Regions from separate parts of the Mus musculus genome. Here region 1 is linked to region 2. A link is a contact called in public Hi-C data. All regions are on one chromosome and are shown on one strand. Each heading gives the region's core, a stretch centred on a gene start, on an enhancer-like site or on the middle of the called end of the contact. The rest is flanking DNA. Distances are from core to core; before and after follow the strand shown.

Region 1 (3,341 bases), core at 840-3,339, 49 kb before region 2:
AGTGTTTTTGTGGGACTCTCTCTAACAGTGGGTGTGGGGGTGTCTCAAACTCTTTCGTCTGTTCTTGGGACCCTTCCCCTTCTACTGAATTGCTTCACCCAGCCTTGATTTAAGGGTTTGTGTCTAGTTGTATCTTGTTATGCTGTGTTCCGAGGATATCCCTGGGAGGCTTGCCGTTTTCTGAAGGGAAACAGATAGGAGGAGTGGAGAGGGGAGGGAAAGTGGGGCTCAGAGGACTGGAGGGAGGTGAAACTGCAATCAGGATGTATCAAAACAAAACAAATAAACTAATTAATTGGAGAAAAGAACAAAGAGATGACTTTGCAGAAATGCAATTGTCAGTGGAAATGAAGAATGTCACGAAGACTCTCAATGTAGATATTGTGGATTTTCCCCTAAATGGTAAATTGGTTTGTATTCTCTTAGTATGATAGAACACAGATGCTCAATTCTAAATTATTTGCCATTATTTCTTTTCTTTCTCTCTTTCCTTCTTTCTTTCTTTCTTTCTTTCTTTCTTTCTTTCGTTCTTTTTTTTTTCTTTTTTGTTTTTTCGAGACAGGGTTTGTCTGTGTAGCCCTGGCTGTCCTGGCACTCACGCTCTAGACCAGGCTGGCCTCGAACTCAGAAATCCTCCTGCCTCTGCCTCCAAAGTGCTGGGATTAAAGGCGTGCGCCATCACTGCCCGGCGCCATTATTTCTTTAAACACAGTTGAAATAACAAATTAAGACTTTTAATATCTGATTGGGTCAACAGAAAGCCACAGGTCTTTCCTTTCTGTGTTGGGGGGGCAAACCCAAGGCCTCACACATGCTAAATCCTGGCTCTCTCACTGAACAGTCACAGTCCTGTACCCGCACAGTGGATGGCACAGTACTCAGCCCATTACAAGCTGTTGCAGAAACCGGCCACGTACAGAGAGTTCTGCTCTGGCTGTTAAACTGTCACTGGTTCTGTTCTGGGATGCTGCTCTTTTTCATTTTGGCCGTATTTGCACTTTAGCATCAGAGGCGCATGCCTTGCCTGGCCTTGTGGAATCGAGGAATCCCATAGCTACTGTTCTTCATTACAGTGACTGAGAGTGGGCTTCACCTATCACAAAGCAAACTTCCAAATAACGGCTGAGTCGGGGAGTGCAGTGTCCCCCATGTATCATAGGAGTCTTAGGCCTCTGATCTTCTGCCCAGCAGTTGTGAGTCTCCCTATTCAAACAACTGCACACATAGAATTAGAGGGCTGCTTCTAGAAACCCTGGTGAATAGCAACCAGCAAGAGACCATTCTGATTGGTGGTGGAAGTGAAGGGCCAGTGAGGGACAAGTCCCTGAGCAGGTGACTTATTCCAGGAATCCACTAGGGAACAGACAATAAGGAACCACTCCATTCTGGTGACACCAGAGGAACCAAGGGCAGTGACTGCTTCCCAGAGCCCCTTAGTCAGCAGGGTGGGGGGTGGAGGGGGGTGGTGGTGGTGGGGTAAATACAATCCACTCTCAAGGGGAGAAAGCTGGGAGAAATTCATTCCAGTCTTCCTCTGGTATGCACTAGGGAGCTCAAGTGTCCTCTCTACAGAGTTGTGAAGGGCCTTCTGGATGGCTGGGACCACAGGAGAGTGGCATTGTACCTGACTCACTGTCTTTAGCAGGCCAGGCGATCTGAAATTTAGCCCATGTTAATTTCAGCATGTCTGTCCTACCTGGAACACAGGTCTTCCCTCGGCCTTCTCTGTAAGAACTGTGTTCAGAAAAATGGACTAATGTGACTTTGAATTGGTTGGAGAGAGCATCAGCTAGACTTTTATCATACTGGATGTCTGTTAACTGAGAGCAAATTGTGTGTGCTGCTGGCTGGAGGGCACACCGTAGTGGAGAAGCCGAGAGCTAAAAAAACAAAACAAAGCAAAGAACCCTACTTGTTTAGGTGCGGGTGGGCTGTCAGAATAAGGGGTTGTGAGAAAAGGGGAAGGAGTAGGAAGCTAGACAGGAATGCAAAGAAGATGCAGGAGGATGAGGCGAGGCCCGCGGCTGCAGGGAGTGGCCCATTCTGAGGTTGGTTTTGTCACGTGCCTTTGCAGAACCAGCCCACGGAGGGCCATTCTGCTTTGACACGGGCATGGCCCTCTGACAAGGTGGCTCTAGAGAATGAGCCTGTCTGCTCCTCCCCCACCCTCTAATGGGCTCTCCTGGGACTGCAGTGCAGAGCCCCTCCCTCCATGAGGAAGTCAGTGCTGTGAGGTGCAGCAGAACACCTGGGACCCAGTGACAGTGACTTGCTATGCGCCCTCTGGGTAAGTTATTTCTTCTCCCTGGCTCCTTCCTCTTTCAGAACTGGAGAGGACTCCTTGTAGCTATAAAGGTTTGATGGTGATTACTGCAGAACTGCAGTGTGTGTGTGTGTGTGTGTGTGTGTGTGTGTGTGTGTGTGTTAGGCTTGCTGTTTAACAGGGTGCTAAGGTGGCAGGGAAGCCATCCTTCCCTCTCCCCCCCCTCCCCGCCCCCCCCAGCTCCACACGTGTGTGTGTGTGTGTGTGTGTGTGTGTCTCTCATTACTGTCAGGAGGCGTTAAGATGGCCCCATGGAGATGAGAACAAACCCCTTAATTAGGCACTGTTCCCACATCTAGAGAGGAACCAGCCTGGGCCCGGCTGCTCTGGCATTGTGGGGAGCCTAGTCCGTGGGGGCAGGAGGGGGCAGGAGGGGGCAGGAGGGCACAGGAGGGCGCAGGAGGGGGAGGCTGCGGCCAGGGCATCTGAAGGACTCAGCAGGTTTACACTTCGCTGACCTGATGGATGAATGGGGCCCTGTCCACCCACATGGGGTCTGGAATCTTCAATTACGGCAATTACATCAACAGGTCGGAAGGGCAGCACTTTCCACTGAAGAGGTTCAGGGCTTTAAAGAAAAATCCTAAAGCCACCGTTTTCCCTGCTTTCTTTTAAAGGGACTAGGCTGATCAAAGACGACCCCCATCTCCAGTCTAATTGGGCCATAGGTAGAAAAGAAAGACACGGCCGAGTTTTCTGTGAGAGGTGGCTGCCATACGCTCGCTCACCTCTGGACTCCTGGCTCCTCTCCTATTCAGGTTTGTGTTTGTAGACCCTGGTTGCCCATGCTTTGCACTCCGCATCTTTCTGAGGATAAGACCTGGAGCCTTCCCCTCTGAATCTCCCAGCATGCATCGCAGTACAATCAGGATGCGTCTGGACTGAGGTCAGAAGGATGGATGCCATGGAAAGGTCATTTTAGTCTTTCTGATCATGTTTCCCCCTTCAGTAAAATCAGCATACTACTGTCCACCTGTCTTTGCTACAGTCCCAAAGGGTCCAGCTGCAACCACATACC
Region 2 (3,109 bases), core at 505-3,004:
CACACAAGGCCTCAGGCTGTTCCCTGGACAGCCATATCCTTGCTTTCCATACCACATGGCCTCGCCTCTTCTCCAGTTCTCCGCCCATATTTCACATCTCCCCAAGGCTTGCCTGGCCTATGCTCTTAAAAAATATGACCCGCAGCCCCACCTCTCTCTCCCCACCTAGGTCTTGTTTTTCATTTTTTTCCGCAGTACTTACTTTCTACCGAGTTGTGCATTTTAGTCGTTTATTATTGACCGCCTATTTTTTTTTTTTCTGGTTTCAATGGAAGCTCTCCAAGAATGGGGAAAGTTTGTCACCTTTGTGCACTTCAGTTTCCCTGGTTTTCCTCAACAAAGCCTAGCTAGCACACAGGCCACTGAACTATTTACTGAATGATTAAGCAAACAAGTGAATGAATTATGAATTTAAGACTCTCTTTTTACCGTCCCCCTCTCCCTTCTTCTTGCTGTATTGGGGTTGCATATAGGGTCTCACACATCCTAGCAAGTGCTCTACCACTAAAATGGATCTTCCGTCCTTTTTTTTTTTTACACTGTTATTTTTGAGCCAGGATCTTGCTAAGTTGCTCACATTGACCTTGAATCCTCTCTCTAGCCCATGCAAGCTTTTGTGATCTTCCTGTCTCAGCCTCCAGAGTAACCAGGATTGTAGATTGATTACAGAGGTACCCCCTCAGGCCTGGATGAACCTAAGCATTTCTTGTAAGAGAAGTTCTGGAACTTTCCCCGGGGTCTCTAAGGTATCAGTGATATGAAAGAAAAGTGGGAGTCATTGACTTAATCACCCATCTGAAGTCGGGTGGGGACCCTCTGCTTGCTGACGAGTTTGCTAAGCGGAGGTCATGATGGTTTTCTTCCAACTTGTGACTTTTTGGAGATCTATCCTGGCAGCTTCTGGCCTGGCATTGACTCTTGCTGGACTTAGCTCTAGCTGGCTGCACCAAGCAGGGATTTGAGGAAACATTGGTCAGGAGCTTAGCAGCAGAGGGCTCCAGAGAAGCCATAGTTTCCCTTCCTCTTCTATAGAGACTGTCTGGGAGCAGAGGCTGATGTGGTGAGGCCGCAGCCTCCTGTGCATCCTTGGGGAGCCAAGCAAGATGCCCAGACCAACAGGAGCCGCTTCCGGCTTCACAGACAGAGAGCAGAGACAAGGAGTAAATGCAGGAAATCTCCTAGTTCCCTCCCCTGGGAGAGCTGACACTTGTCTGTGATGAGACCCCATGAAGCTGAGTGGGGTAACCTGGAAGGCAGAGAGACACCAAAGGCCATCCGGAGGTGATAGGTGGAGTGAATTAGAGGTGAGTCAGCCAGCTCATGAGGCAGTTAAAAGACAAGTGGCTAATTGTGGGTGCAGAGGACGGGTCACACACAGAAAATGAGGAACAAGTGGTTAATTGGGCCCACAAGCCCAGGATCCCGCCTATAATTAGCAAATTGCAGGGCTTTGATATTTGCTTTGGTAACAATGTGCCTAGGGAATTGCAGAGAGGAAAACTGTGCCCCCAGCTTGGGAAGTGACCCTAGGTCTAGACTTCTTACACCATTCTCTCTGACACTCTTGTAGGCAGCACACATATGAAAACATGCCCCCACCCCATCTTGTTCCCACCACCGCCCCAGCAAGGGAGTGGGGCTTGTACCTTGTTGCCTTCAGCGTCAACCCTTGCATAAGTCTTTAGTCAGCTTGGACCTGAAGCAGGAGGCTTGGTTTCCTGGTGCACATTCTCACAGTTTACACATGAGTTAGCCCATGCTCCCAGAAGCCATGACCCCTAAGGAGCAGAGGCCCTCTGGCTACAGATATCACCAAGGCGTGGCCCTTGACAATTCCAGTAAGTTTCAGTGGGGGAAGGCAAAGTACAAGAAAGCTCAGTTACAGCACTGTTTAAGATTTTTAAGATGGCTGGCATGGGTTTCAGGTCTGCAGCTGCTTCTGCAGGCTTCTTGGGTGTTCTTTCCCATATGCACAGTGGTAGCACAGGAAAGGTGTATGGGGAGGGGGCGTGTGGCAAAACTATACATTTTCACAAGTATACAGGGCAGATGGACACTAGCAAAGGAAGGAGGGCTATATGAAGTGTCTGGAGACCCGGGTTTAAATCTAGACTCTTTACTGACAGGTTTTGTCCCTCTTATTTAAAAATTTATATCTCACCTCTATCATCTGTAGGTCTGTTTCTTCTGGTTGGTTTTTCTCTTAATCATTCATGGGTCAGCATTTTCCTGCTCCTTCATATGACTAATAAACTTTTGTAGGCACTACAAAAGATTCTAGTAATATATAATCTTAGTAGGCACTGTGATTTTCTAATGTGAAGAATTCCGACTTTGATATCTCCCTTTAAAGAGCTCTAAGCTTCACATTCCTCCGCATCAGATGTACATAGGAGTCGGTTGATCTCTTTGAGTCCTGTTATCGAGGCTTTGCTCGCTCTTCAGTTGTCTGGAATAGCTTCCACTGAAGCGATGTCTCACATTTTACTCCCTTCTGGCAACTCTGGTCTCTCCACTGTTTCCCCAAAGGACCACCAAGGACTCTGGCCTTAGGCTGCAAGGCCCAATCATGCCCCCACCTTGTGAGAGCTCTGGGCTGCTCAGCTCACTTCTTCTCCTCCTCCAAATATCCACTTCCCCTTCTCCTTTCTTCTGCCTGGTTTTGTGAAGTTACACTTGGTTTCACTTTAAGAACACTTTAGCAGAGTTCTTCCCTGTTTTTCTCCATACTCTTTGGAATTTTGATCCTCAATTATGATATATTTCAGCTTGCCCAGTCTCTTGTCTCAGTCTCTTTAGCTAAGTGAAATGAAGCTATCCAGCTGTGCATGTGACCCGAGAACTGCCTCTGAGCACAAAGCCAGGGCTACTGTGGTTCAGGCCATTGACCCTTTCATGTAGCAACCTCTGTCTGGCAGTGTCTCTTCCCAGTGTCTAAAGAGTAGTCATGCTGGCAAGACAGGAAGCCAAACTCTTTTCAGGTTAATAAAGTGCCTGTTGCCTCATGTGTAGAAATAACATAAAATGATCTTCCTGAAAAATCAGCACTGCTCACTGAAGAACAGAATAGGTGTGAAGCCACCTACAATGATGCATACAATAAGGCACC

Evidence for each region. A called contact is a pair of places that touch in the nucleus more often than the background predicts.
Region 1: a contact with region 2 is called in a Hi-C map of liver, with 2.0 times the contacts expected there. The contact joins the promoter of 9030404E10Rik here to the enhancer-like site in region 2. A contact is called at or near these places in 5 of 484 Hi-C or Micro-C datasets (embryonic stem cells, epidermal suprabasal cells and liver) and 5 of 115 datasets of contacts at active chromatin or transcription factors (embryonic stem cells, extraembryonic endoderm stem cells, intestinal villus epithelium and 2 more).

What each region holds. Positions count from the first base shown.
Region 1 is chr16:30,038,227-30,041,567 of GRCm38.p6, reverse strand. 9030404E10Rik (RIKEN cDNA 9030404E10 gene) reads left to right here and starts at 2,089. Exons shown (of 4, transcript NR_045878.1): 1 at 2,089-2,287; 2 at 2,941-3,081.
Region 2 is chr16:29,989,261-29,992,369 of GRCm38.p6, reverse strand. No RefSeq gene overlaps it. Among named protein-coding and RNA genes, the nearest start is that of Gm1968, 12 kb to the right of the region's middle. Within about 2 kb of position 1,754, at least 34 of the 459 cell types and tissues checked have an H3K27ac peak or open chromatin away from gene starts, as enhancers often do. A contact at or near this core is called in extraembryonic endoderm stem cells and liver, where this site is marked.